Linked DNA regions of Sus scrofa: all the other regions are linked to region 3. The links are chromatin contacts, called in public Hi-C and promoter capture Hi-C maps. All regions are on one chromosome and are shown on one strand. The core of a region is the stretch at or near the end of the contact, and the rest is flanking DNA. Distances in the headings are between cores, read along the strand shown. Region 1 overlaps LOC102159681 (a long non-coding RNA gene). Region 2 has its middle 170 kb from the start of TAB2. Region 3 has its middle 51 kb from the start of ZC3H12D.

Region 1 (3,831 bases), core at 693-3,192, 320 kb after region 3:
CAGTGGGAAAAGAAAAAAAAAAAAAGAAAAAAAAAAAGCACAACAGAATTTACTTTAAAAAAATGTTCTCATGAAGAAAGGGAAGGAAATTAGGAAGAATAAGCAAGATTAAAAGATAATTCCTTGTGAATTATTTTCCTAAAAATATCATTTGCATTTTTCATCTTCTCTTTGTCAAAATGTTAGTCATTTGCAAATATATTTTCCTCAATCAGGATACATGGGCCATTGGAAAACCAAAAAATGGACCATAGCAGAGGGAAAGCAAATCCAATGTGGGGAAATGACTTACATTAAAACAATGCTCCTCAAAGCACAATCTCCAGAACCACAGGCTCTTAGTGGATCTTAGTAAGTTTAATGGCAAAAATTTTGAGAAATGTAGGGTTTGACAAAATAAACTGATTTTTCTTTTTTTTTTTCTTTTTAGAACCACACCCATGGCTTACGGAAGTTCCCAGGCTAGGGGTCAAATTGAAGCTGTAGCTGCCAGCCACAGCAACGCCTGATCCTTAACTCACTGAGTGGGGCCAAGGATTGAACCTGCATCCTCATGGATCCCAGTCAGGTTCGTTAGCCACTGAGCCATGAAGGGAGCTCCTTGACTGATTTTTTAAATTGCGTTATTCCTCTAGGCCCTTAGCATGCTCTTAAAATCCCACTGTACTGTGTGACACTAGTCTTTGAATTTCAGCATTTCCCAAATTAACACGATGGTTTTTTTTGTTTTGTTTTGTTTTTCCCCCAATGCTTAACCCACATATCTGCTTTGTGAATTATCCTCTGGGAATATGCACTGGATTAGAATTTCATTAACTTTCAATTAAAGACAGAGAACAAATAGGAGAGTGTGCCAAAGGAGGAAAAAAAGGGGTAAATTTGATACAAACAGCAAAAAGGGTAGCTGTGAGGAAGTTCGTGGTTAGTGTCATAACCCTCCTTCGCATGTGACCCATTAGTAACGCAACATATTAAAGTCTCAGCCCGTGATGGTCCTGTGGTGGGTCAGAAGGATTGGCCAGGCTGAACCCATCACCAGCCCAGAAGGTCATTGTCAGATTTCTCCCAAAACATCGTAGCAATGATGCCACTTGAGAATGAGAAACAAGACTCCAAAAAGTAAACTACCCCATCCTCTCAAGTTTTCAACTTTTGTTGAGACTTTTCCATGTACACAACCTACACTACGTCATAAGGATGGCTAAGTGCCTTATCATTAGCAGGATCATAGGTGCTTTCAAGGAGTCAGAGGAAGCCTATATCCAGTAGAAGCTGTGAGTTGAAGTCAAACCCTCTCAGCTATGTAAACTCCCAAAGAGAGTATTGAGAAAAATGGAAACCCACTGTGTAGCTTGTCCTGGATTAAGAGCACAGGATCAGAACTCTGATTCACGTCCTATAGAACGAGCCTCTCCTATCGGCTCTGTCCACATTTCCAAAAAGCTGCCCTCCCTCAACTCCCTGGTATACTGGGCAGCACCTGAAGATGGGAGGGGTTGGGGGCCGCAGTGGACCTGGACCTACATGTAATGCTATTCTCTTTTGCAGGGGACCCAGCGTTTAGTAGAGAAAATCTTGGTCAGCCCCAGCAGGACTGTGGCTGAGTCTCTTAGCTCATGGGGGTGGAGGGTGGGATGAGTTTCATCCCAGAAGCAGCTCTCGGTTGTCAAGGGATGTCCTATTTTCTTCCTAATGCTTTCCAGCTGGGTTGACTTCAGGCGTGGGGAGGTCAAGTGATTTACTCAAACGCCCAGTGAAAGAGACCAGCTGGGACTTGAACTCCGGGACTGCTGGTGCAAGGCCCTGCCCTTAGTCGGCCAATGCTCTGCTTCCCGGTTTTCGCTTTTTCTCTGAATTGCACCAAGCAGCCAGTGTGCTGAATGTGGCGCAGCCCGCCCTCCCGGCTGTCCTTGCTCAGGACTGGAATAAGAGGCATGTTACAGGTCAGGTCTGAATGTTCTGGCAGTGCAGCGGAAAGCAGATCGCTCCATGCCTGCTCAAAGCATACAGTGTCTGGCGAGAGCCGGAGTGAAGATAGCTACACCCACACGCCAAGATTCCAAAAGGAAAAACTTAGCTCACATTTTTCCTTTGCATAGTGATTTTTCTTCCCTTCCTTTTTGCCCTCTTTTTAAAATTTTCTGTCTTTCTTTCTTTCTTTTTTTTTTTAAAGGGAATCCCCATGTTTACAAGTTGAAATCCAAAATGCACAAATGGTCAGCTCACAATTCTTTGACCCGTGAACATCTGTGGGCCTGGGTGTTCCCTGGGAATCGGCAGTGCCGGAGCTGTGAGCCAAGCCTGCCCTAGGCAGAAAGGAATTCTCAAGAAGTGCAACAGTCGGTGAGTGGGGAAGCCGGCTAGTGATCAGGGCCTGGTTATCCTCTAGCCTGGTTTTCCAGGGGCATGTCTGCACTCAACTTCAACTCGTTTTATGAACTGCATTTGACTTTATTTTTTGAGATGGGTCCATCGGAAATGCTTCACAGGACATAGGACATGAATCTTCATTTTGCCTTTAAGAAAAATAAAACTATAATCTGAGATGGGCAAATGTGGTTCAAGTCTGTTTACCCAGAAACAAGAAGCTCTCTGTGTCTGTTTTCTAGAAAAATCTAGAATGTTTTTGAACACCTGTCTCTGAGGACTGATGTGCTCTGAAAGTCAATAGGGTCTCCCTCTGCAGAAGAGGGTCCGGCAGCCCCAGCTCCTAGGAAAGTCTCATGGGGCACCTCTGGGTGCTGCCTTCAGATGGCAGGTGACCCTGGGTGTGGCTAAATGTGCCTCCTCCTTTCCGTTCCGGATGGACTCTGGCTCTAGCTTCATTTTATAGTTTTAATTTGGTAGTTTCTCAAAAGTTAAGCAAACCCTCAATGGAAAAAGTTGGCCTGTGATGTATTTGCGCCTCCCATCTGGACCTTGGTTGCCTCCTCTGTAAGAGGAGGGAATGGCCCAGATGACTGCTGAGCCCACTGCAGCCCGAGGAGTCTGGGGTTTTAGGTTTGCTTCTCTGCTACCTGGAGTTTAGTTTATGTGCTCTAACTTTTCTGCTGTCACCTGGCTCTCATGGGCTGAACTGGGTCCCCACGAAATTCATGTGTCGATGCCCCGCGGCACCTTGGAATATGATTGTGTCTGGAGACAGGGTCTTCTCAGAGTGATCAAATTAAAATGAGGTCTTTAGGGTGGGCCCAGTACAACTGGAGTCCTGATAAATGGAGGAAATTTGGACATAGACGTGGACGCACACGGAGGGAAGGCCACATGCAAGCCAAGGAGAGAGGTCTCAGAAGAAACAACCCCACTGACCCCTTGATCTCAGACTTCCAGCCTCCAGAACTGTGAGAAAATAAATCTATATTGTTTAAGCCACTCTGTCTGCAGAGCTCTGTTACAACAGCTCAAGCAAAGTAATATACTGGCTTGTATCACAGTGACTTTTCCGAGCTATGAAAGAAGTTCCAGGTGGTTTGTTTGTTTGTTTGTTTTTCAACAAACTCTTAATACTGGTGTGCGTCTGCATCAGACTTTTCTTTTGCAGGATATTCAGAATACTTAAAAAATTATGTATTTCTTTGTCATCAGATGGAAGTAAATCATTTTAGTAAAATAAATCCCCTTTGTTTTGACTTGAAGGGAGTTTCATGATTCTGACCCACAGAACTGTTTTCCTGCCTGAATGGCCATGGAGCATCACTCTGCCTTTTGAGAAACACTGCCATTATCTACAAAATTCATTTAAGCCCAAATGGCTCATTGGATAGGCCTGCAGGTAACAGCACACTTATACCGAACTTCTGACCACCCAAGCAGCACCAGAGGGGGCAGAGT
Region 2 (3,762 bases), core at 657-3,156, 270 kb after region 3:
ACATGGGGGAGAAGGGGGCTATTAATTTCTTCAGAATAACTCCAAGATATGCATAAGACTGTCCTGTATATTCCTTGAGAAAGAAGGAGGACTCTGTGCTGAACTATTGTTTCAGCTATCATTGCTTTTCTTTTTTTTTCTTTTGCTCTTTAGGGCTACACTTGTAGCATATGGAAGTTCCCAGGGGTAGAACTGGAGCTGCAGCTGCTGGCCTATACCACAGCTACAGCAAGGCCAGATCTGAGACGTGTCTGCAAACTACATCACAGCTCACGGCAATGCCAGATCCTTAACCAACTGAGTGAGACCAGGGGTCAAGCCTGCATCCTCCTGGGTACTAGTCAGGCTAATTATCAGAATGGGAACTCCCAAGCTATCATTACTTTTCTTGCTTGACTCTTTTCCCTTTCTTTCTGCATTCCCTTACTTCCCTAATTAGTAACTGCTTAAGTCTGTTCTTTGGAACTCAGGGAAGACCTAGGAGACTAAAGCCTTTTTCTACAAACAAGAAACAGGGAACACAGAGATGCTTTTGTACCCAGAAGGGCCCTGCAGCGTTCTGCTCAGTTTCAATCCCCCCTTATCTTTAATACTCCCAATCCTGAGGGAAACAGGGGCAAAACAAGAACAGAAGTACAGTTCTGGATAGAGTAGTTAATCATAAGCTCAGCAGGAGAAATAGATTTCAGGAAGATTGAGTTTCACCATCTGACTTTCAACAGAGTCAGGCAAGAACTAGCCCAGCAGCATCTCCTGTCATTTCTCCAGGAGTCTTTTCTTTTCTCATCTCTCCAAGTTATCACAGCAGAAAGTGTGGGCTGTATGAGCAAGTTGGGGCTTGAAGGCAATGATCATGAGAATACACCAGTTTCTACTCAGTGGTGAAAACATGAAGGTTTGACCATTTTATTCCCTGAATTCTCTTGGATTCAACTTTGCCAAATGGGAGAGATTCAAAAGAAGGAATAAACACATGCTGGGCCTTAATGCTCGGGCATTCTCCATGACCCTGTTCTTTCTTCTTTCACCGTCTTTCTTGGTCTTTTTGTGGGTTCTTGCTCATGTTTCTTTTCCTCATTTTTGGCTTTTGCCAGAGTCATGACCCTGATTCTCTTCCCACATCATCTTCTTTTTTCTGCAGTTTTATTTGAATCATGTCCTAAGGGTGAAAAAAAAAAATTCTTTTCGTGAAAAGCTCTATTGTTACCCCTCTGGACTTCATGTGAAAAGGTGAACTTGGAATTTCATCCCCACATGTAGCAGGGATAGCTAACTAGCCACTTTAAAAGACAGAAAGAAAAACTCCAACCCACCCATAACTGCCTTATTAACCTCTTTCCTTGAGGGGAAATAGCTGAAAGGGAAAGCAATGAGCACAACTGTTCTGCTTTGTCCCCCTAAGAAAAACCATCCACTTCCAAGACACTTTGGTTTCCTTTGCGGGAGCCAGAGAAAGAGATTCCTGCTCCATCTGCTGTGACCAGGGGTAGTGGCCAAGCCCTTTTCCGTCTTCTATATTCTTTTCCTCTGGACTCTCCAGAAACTCTGCAGAAACATTTCCTTTTTAATGTGGAGAGCAACTTCTCAGTCACTGCTGCAAATGTCTTCCACACACCAATTTCAAGTCCTTTTGAGATAAAAACATTACCTGTGGGCAGGCTCTCATTGGTTCTTCAGACTTCTTTTTCTTCCAGGAGCTGGGGAGGTAAGAGGCAGCTGGTGTGTGGGTTTCACGGGGAACAGGGCTGAAGGTCCTTTAATTGAAGAGGTGAACACTGTGCCTGAAAAGCTGGGCGAGTCCCCTGTGGGCCCATCCCAGACATTCTCCCTCTGGCTGGTGTCCGGGCTGGAGCAAGACCTGGAAATCTCTACAGAGGCTCTGCTCCCCCTCCTGGCCTGGGTGGGGAGCAGCACCCAGTACTCCCAGCTTAAGGCCAAGACCCCCCCCCTCCAGCACCCTCTTCTCTTCCCACCTTTACTGCTATCATGAATTGGTCCAGGCAGCAAAGGGGGGGGGGTGCTTAGACAGCGCTTCTGAGTATTATCAGGGGATGTGCCCAGGACCAGGAAGTGGGGGGAGGTTCAGCAGAGCTGTGTGTGACCAGCTGGTGACACCTTTGTTATTGTCAGTGTGATTTACTGATTGGGCTGTTCTGCCAGGATACGTGTTCTGTCTGAGGTGTATGTGGGTTTGAGATGCTTAAAGGAAAACCCGCTCTGCGTTAGGTAGGGAGGGCAAAAGGATTTCATTGTGATTGCCAGTTCGAGTCCAGGCTGTCTGGAGGGCTGTGATGACAATGACTGTGAGGGTTTTTTTTTTTCTGGCTCAGTGAGAGGAGTGTGGGCGAGGGTAGCAGCGAGAGTGGTCTTAGTCCTGCTTCCAGAGAAGGATGTGATGGAAAGGCTGAGGTCACGGCCTTCTCTTTCGATTCCTGGAACAGAACGGGTCTAATCCTCTCCCTCCTTCCTCGCGTCCCTGGGGCTCCGTGGGTGCTTCTCAGTCACGGCTATCCAGCCTCACCCTGCAAGCTCAGAGGAAGAGACGAGTCACCAGAGAACCAAGGGAGGGGTGACTCAAGGAAGAGAAAAGAGGAGTTCCTCTTGGGGCTCAGTGGTAATGAACCCAACTAGGATCCCTGAGGCTGCAAGTTCAATCCCTGGCCTTGCTCAGTGGGTTAAGGATCAGGTGTTGTGGCATAGGCTGGCAGCCCGTAGCTCCAATTCGATCCCTAACCTGGAAACTTCCATATGCCGCAGGTGTGGCCCAAAGAAAGAAAGAAAGAAAGAAAAAGAGACTTGCCCAGCTGCTCCCTGACCCAATGGGAGACTAAGGATCCCTAACCCCTTGAGTGAACAGTTCCCCCCAGGGTGTCCACGAAAGGGAATAACAAAGCGCTTTGTGAGGACCACATGAGATAACACGTGAAAAGAGCTTAGAATACTTTCCCTGGCATGTATGAAGTTCTCCATAAGTTTTAGCTGTTGTTATGAAATTATAGATGCTCTCTTTATGTTCCTAGTAGATGTTCTACCCCTGTCCTTAATGATCCTCCTTTGAGCTGATGCATGTCATGCGCCTCCTACTGGGGACACTCTGAGCTTCCCTTGAAGGCAGGGTGTGTGGCTCTGGGGAAAATCGAGGCATCTCAGGATCAGAGGATGACAGGTGTAGAGGGAGTCTCCCTCATCTTCTCATCCTCACACAAGGAGTTCACAGCCTTGGGGCGGATACGGGCAGGAGAGGACACTACTGCTCAGCGGTTGTGTAGGTTGATAGAAGCTTCGATAAAACTGTGAAGAAGAGGATGAGTGATCCCGGGGCCATCCTGCCTCCCTTTCATCCTCTCTAACATTCGCAGCTCCCCCTCGGCCTGTCACCCAGGGGCCCACCTCAGCTTGTAGCCCAGGGTGAACCTAGTTCATTAGACTTGCATTCCCTGGGAGAAGCAACACGGTTGGCCTTTAGGAAATTAGCTGCACGGGGTGAGGATCTGGCCTTGTCTTTGCAGGGCTCAGGTCACTGCTGAGGCGTGGGTTTGACCCTTGACTCTGCACAGTGGGTTAAGGATCTGGCATTGCTGCAGCCATGGCATAGGTCGCAGCGGTGTCTTGGCTTCGATCCCTGGCCTGGGAACTTCCATATGCTGTGCATGCAGCCAAAAAAAGAAGTTATCTGAGTCCCATGGTTCACACTGGCATTATTTCTCCTTTAAAAGAGAAGGCCATTGGCCACAATTATGGGAAGGTTTGGTACACGAGGCA
Region 3 (4,277 bases), core at 1,346-3,845:
TAATATGCTTTCAACATATAAGTTTCTGCTGCTGTTGTTGATTTGCACGTGTGCAGTTACGCTCGTTCTCCAGATAGTATGTGGAATCCTGATTTTTTCCCCTTTAATATTATTGCATTTCCTCACCTTATTACAAGCTTTGTAAACATCATCTGTTAGAACTTCTTTTGTTTCACAGTGGGCAGATGATATGTTATAGTTATAGTGCATTATTTATTTTTCTCTTTCACTATGATGAATAGAAATATCTTTGGCCTAAAGCTCTTTCCCCAGTCCTGAATTTCCCTCAAGTCGATCGTTAGGTGCAAGCAAAGCCACTGATATTTTTAGGCCTCTGATACCTGTGGCCCAACTGCTTTTCCCAAAGGCGTGCAGGTCCGGGTCCTCACCCATAACACAGGGGACCCTGCCCTTCATCACACCACCCCCTTCTCCTGCTCTGCCTGGCAGTGATGGGCAGGGGTACCACGCACACCGTCCTTTTCCCACGTGACAGCCCTTCCATTGGCGATCTTACCCAGGCTTGAATCATCACGGATAGCAGCTGCCTCTCCAGCCTGGAACACACCTCAGGGATCAATGCCCCCCTGATCCAGTGGCGCTGGGACGCCACACGCTCAGGCCCGATGTTGTGACTCTCTCACACCCACCTCTTTCCTTGTTCTCTGTCTCCGTCTACCTGGCTGCTCCCGCCAGAGGCTGGAGGCCTTCCTTGACTCTTCCTTCTCCGCTTTATAACAGCAAGTATCAGCCCCTTCTGCTTTCTACCTGCCCTTTCTTCATTGCCACCGAAATTTCTCCTATGAATTCTCTCCTGGGTGCTGGAATCACCCCCACCCGCGGCCAGCCTCCCACTCTTTCTTTTCTCTTTCTCTCTTTCCTCCCTCCCTCCTTTCCCCCCTTCCTCTCTCTCTCTTTCTTTCTCTTCCTTCCTTCCTTCCTTCCTTCCTTCCTTCTTTCTTTCCTTCCTTCCTTCCTTCTTTCTTTCTTTCCTTCTTTCCAGGGACTGCAGCAGGTGGAAGTTCCCAGGATCTGCCACAGCAGAGACAACACCAGATCCCTAACCTCTAGGCCACCAGGGAACTCCCCTCCAAGCTTTCTTAATAAAGAATTTTCAACATACAAAAGTAGAGAAAATGTTATAACATATACGTAAGCAACCTACTACTCAGACTTTATAAATGCTAACATAAGCCGTGAAACCTATCCCTTTTTTTTTCTTTTTTTGCTTTTTAGGGCCACACCCGCCGCAGGCTAGGGGTCAGTCAGAGCTACAGCTGCCGGCCCACCCACACCACAGCCATAGCAAGGCAGGATCCAAGCTGCATCTGTGACCTACACCACAGCTCACGCTGGATCTTTAACCCACTGATGGAGCCCAGGGATGGAACCTGCAACGTCGTGGTTCCTAGTCGGATTCGTTTCCACTGCTCCACGACAGAAACTCCCAAATGTATCGCATTTTTAAAAGGATGACAATATGAGATATAATTGAAATTCTCTTTATGACTCTAAATCCCATCACTCATCTTTTCTCCCTTGGGGTAACCACTGTTCTAAAGCTGATGTCCTCTTTCCTTCTTATTGCCATTTTTTTTCTTTTTAAGGTGGCTGAGCCTGCAGCATATGGAAGTTCTGGAGCTAGAGGTCAAATTGGAGTTGCAACTCCTGGCCTACACCACAGCCACAGCAACGGCAGATCCGAGCCACATTTGTGAACTACACCAGAGCTTGTGGCAATGCTGGATTCTTAACGCACTGAGCGAGGCCAGGAATCAAACTTGCGTCCTCATGGACACTGTGTTGGGGTTTTTAAGCTGATGAGCCACAACGGGAACTTCTCCTTTCTTTCTTTCTCTCTTTTTTTTTTTTTTTCCTTTCAGCACATACATATAAGTCTGCAAATACACGTATTTTGCATTTCAAATATTATATAAGGAGTTCTCTTGTGGCATAGGAGGTTAAGCTTCCGGCATTGGCACTGCAATGGCCCAGGTCACTGCTGTGGTGCAGGTTCAATACCTGTCCTGGGAACGTCTACATGCTGCAGGCACAGCCAAAAACAAAAAAAAAAAGTGTTATATAAGTGATACCAAATGCTATATAATCCTTCTGCTTGCAACTTCCTTTTTTCACTTAACATTATGTTTTCAGATGTCTCTCTTTAGCATGAGTGGCACAGGTCCATTTTCATTGCTATATAAATTCCATGGTATGAACTTACCCCAATTCACACAGGTATTTCCCTATCGGTGGATGTGGTGGATGTCGAGGTTACCCCAGCCCAGCCCCGTTTTCTGCATTACAAACCATGCTCTGATAAACCTTCCTACGCCCGCCTTATCCCTGCAAGCAGAACTGCTGACATGACGCATCTGCAACTTCATTAGATTCTGCTAAACTGTCCTCCTGCCGGCTTGGAAAGCTCGTTTTCCCACATTCTCACCAAAAAGGTATTGACAGCTGTTCCACTGTTGCTAACTTGATGGGTGTGATTCACATTTCACTGTGGTTTTCATTTGCACTTTCCTGTTTACAAGCGAGGCTCAGTGTCTTTGCCCTGGGGCGCTGGCTGTTGTGTTTTCCCGTCAATGAACTGCCTGTTCATGACCTTGGCCCCTACAACCGCCTCCTGCCTCCTCCAATCTACTCTCTACAGTTGCTGCCAGAGCTTCTAGAAAAGGTGGCCCTGACCAGGCACCAGCTCTATTTAACTCCCCCGCCTCCCCCCGTCCCCGCCCCCGTTCTCAAAGCCTCAGACTCATCAAGGGGCCTCTGCTCTGCACTGTCCAGACATCCCACCCACCAGAGCCTCCGTTCAGGCCCTGATCCTCCGTCTCTCCAGATGCCCGGCTGCCTGGACTCTCCTTAGATTCTCAGATGCGCCAGGCTTTTTCCTGCCTCGGGGCACTGGAGGCACGATTTTCTCCCCTCCTCCTCTCCCAACCCCTGAAACTCTCCAAGCCCAAAACAGTGTGGGGCCTCAGAGTCCCTTCAGGGAAGTCTCAGGAGCTGAATGGACGTGCTCCCTCCCTGCTCCCGAGGCCCCCCCACCTCTGCCAAGCCCCAGCCCCTGGAATCAAGACACCGGATGGGCAGGTGCTAGATCTTTCCACTCCACTCTTCTCATTCACCTCCTGCCACATCTGCCCCATCTTCTCCAGCCTCTGCTGGATACACATGGTAAGAGTTGGGAGGAAAAGACACATTTTCTACATAAATCAAGGCTGTAACTATCATGAGATTTACAAACTCATATGAGGATGCACACTTGCCGCTGAGCTTGCTCCTTTGCGTCTAACGAAGGCTTTCCTCAGGATGTAATTAAATCTCATGCACACTTGAGCTTTCACATCAGAAAAAAAAAAAAAAAAAAAAAAAAACCCAAACAAGGTGCTGCCTCATTAACACCGGACCAAGAGAACCTGAAAATGTGTAGCTGTGACGACGGGGCTTTTTCTCCGGGTTTCCTGAGATATTGTAAACGTGTAAGTTTCAGGTGTGCAATGTGATGCTTCCATACGTGACTATATTGTGAAATGATTATAGTGGGGTTAGTTAACACCTCCATCCTCTCACCTATTTACCGCGCGCGTGTGTGTGTGTGTGTGTGTGTGTGTGTGTGTGTGTGTGTGTGTGTGGAGGGGGGGGTGAGACCATTTAAGAACTATGCTTTTAGCACCTTTCAAGGATGCAGTAAAGTGCTGTAAACTCAGTCACCACGCTGTGTATTAGCACTCAGAACTCACTCATCTTATCCCTGGAAGTCCATACCCTTGACTGACGTCTCGCTATTTCTCACCTGCCCATCCTGACAAGCACCTTTCTACCCTGTTTCTGAGTTCAGCTTGTTTCCATCCCACAGCTAAGTGGGATCCTACGGCTCTTTCTCTGACATGTGGCGCTTGGCCGGCTCTCTTGGTCAGGGCCTTGCTTCCCGCTGGCCTGGAGGAGGCCCATCCCTGAGCGCTGGGAGCACCTCGGGGAGCTGTCTGAACCTCCTTTTCCCTGGAGCCCACGGTCCTGGGATTTTGACTTGTCAGCCATGGGGATGCAGGCCCCGGCGTTCTCCCTGTGGGCAGACGGCAGCCAGCCAGCCAGCCCCAGCTCCTCGCTCTGGCTTCATCTCCTTGTCTCTGCTGAGGCCACTTGTCCCACGCACTGCCCCCATGACACAGGCGGGGCGCGGGTTCAAACCCCTTCCGGAGGTCCACGTCTCCTGCGTAGACAACTTCTTTCAAACACGCCCTCGGCCCCGCCCAGCTGTCTGAGAGCGC

The links. Promoter capture Hi-C pulls out the DNA fragments that hold promoters and counts their contacts. Hi-C and Micro-C count contacts between places; a contact is called where the count stands out from the background.
Region 1: a contact with region 3 is called in a Hi-C map of liver, with 2.0 times the contacts expected there. The contact joins two enhancer-like sites. A contact is called at or near these places in 15 of 47 Hi-C or Micro-C datasets (alveolar macrophages, blood, brain and 11 more) and 2 of 2 datasets of contacts at active chromatin or transcription factors (alveolar macrophages and skeletal muscle).
Region 2: a promoter capture Hi-C map of liver shows a contact between it and region 3, with 5 times the contacts expected there. The contact joins two enhancer-like sites. A contact is called at or near these places in 1 of 5 promoter capture datasets (liver), 22 of 47 Hi-C or Micro-C datasets (adipose tissue, alveolar macrophages, blood and 10 more) and 2 of 2 datasets of contacts at active chromatin or transcription factors (alveolar macrophages and skeletal muscle).

What each region holds. Positions count from the first base shown.
Region 1 is chr1:16,835,744-16,839,574 of Sscrofa11.1, forward strand. LOC102159681 (a long non-coding RNA gene) reads left to right here. Exons shown (of 3, transcript XR_001305889.2): 2 at 2,174-2,343. Among named protein-coding and RNA genes, the nearest start is that of TAB2, 230 kb to the left of the region's middle. Within about 2 kb of position 1,943, at least 24 of the 83 cell types and tissues checked have an H3K27ac peak or open chromatin away from gene starts, as enhancers often do. A contact at or near this core is called in liver and retroperitoneal adipose tissue, where this site is marked.
Region 2 is chr1:16,782,280-16,786,041 of Sscrofa11.1, forward strand. No RefSeq gene overlaps it. Among named protein-coding and RNA genes, the nearest start is that of TAB2, 170 kb to the left of the region's middle. Within about 2 kb of position 1,907, at least 6 of the 83 cell types and tissues checked have an H3K27ac peak or open chromatin away from gene starts, as enhancers often do. A contact at or near this core is called in liver, where this site is marked.
Region 3 is chr1:16,512,731-16,517,007 of Sscrofa11.1, forward strand. No RefSeq gene overlaps it. Among named protein-coding and RNA genes, the nearest start is that of ZC3H12D, 51 kb to the left of the region's middle. Within about 2 kb of position 2,596, at least 18 of the 83 cell types and tissues checked have an H3K27ac peak or open chromatin away from gene starts, as enhancers often do. A contact at or near this core is called in liver and retroperitoneal adipose tissue, where this site is marked.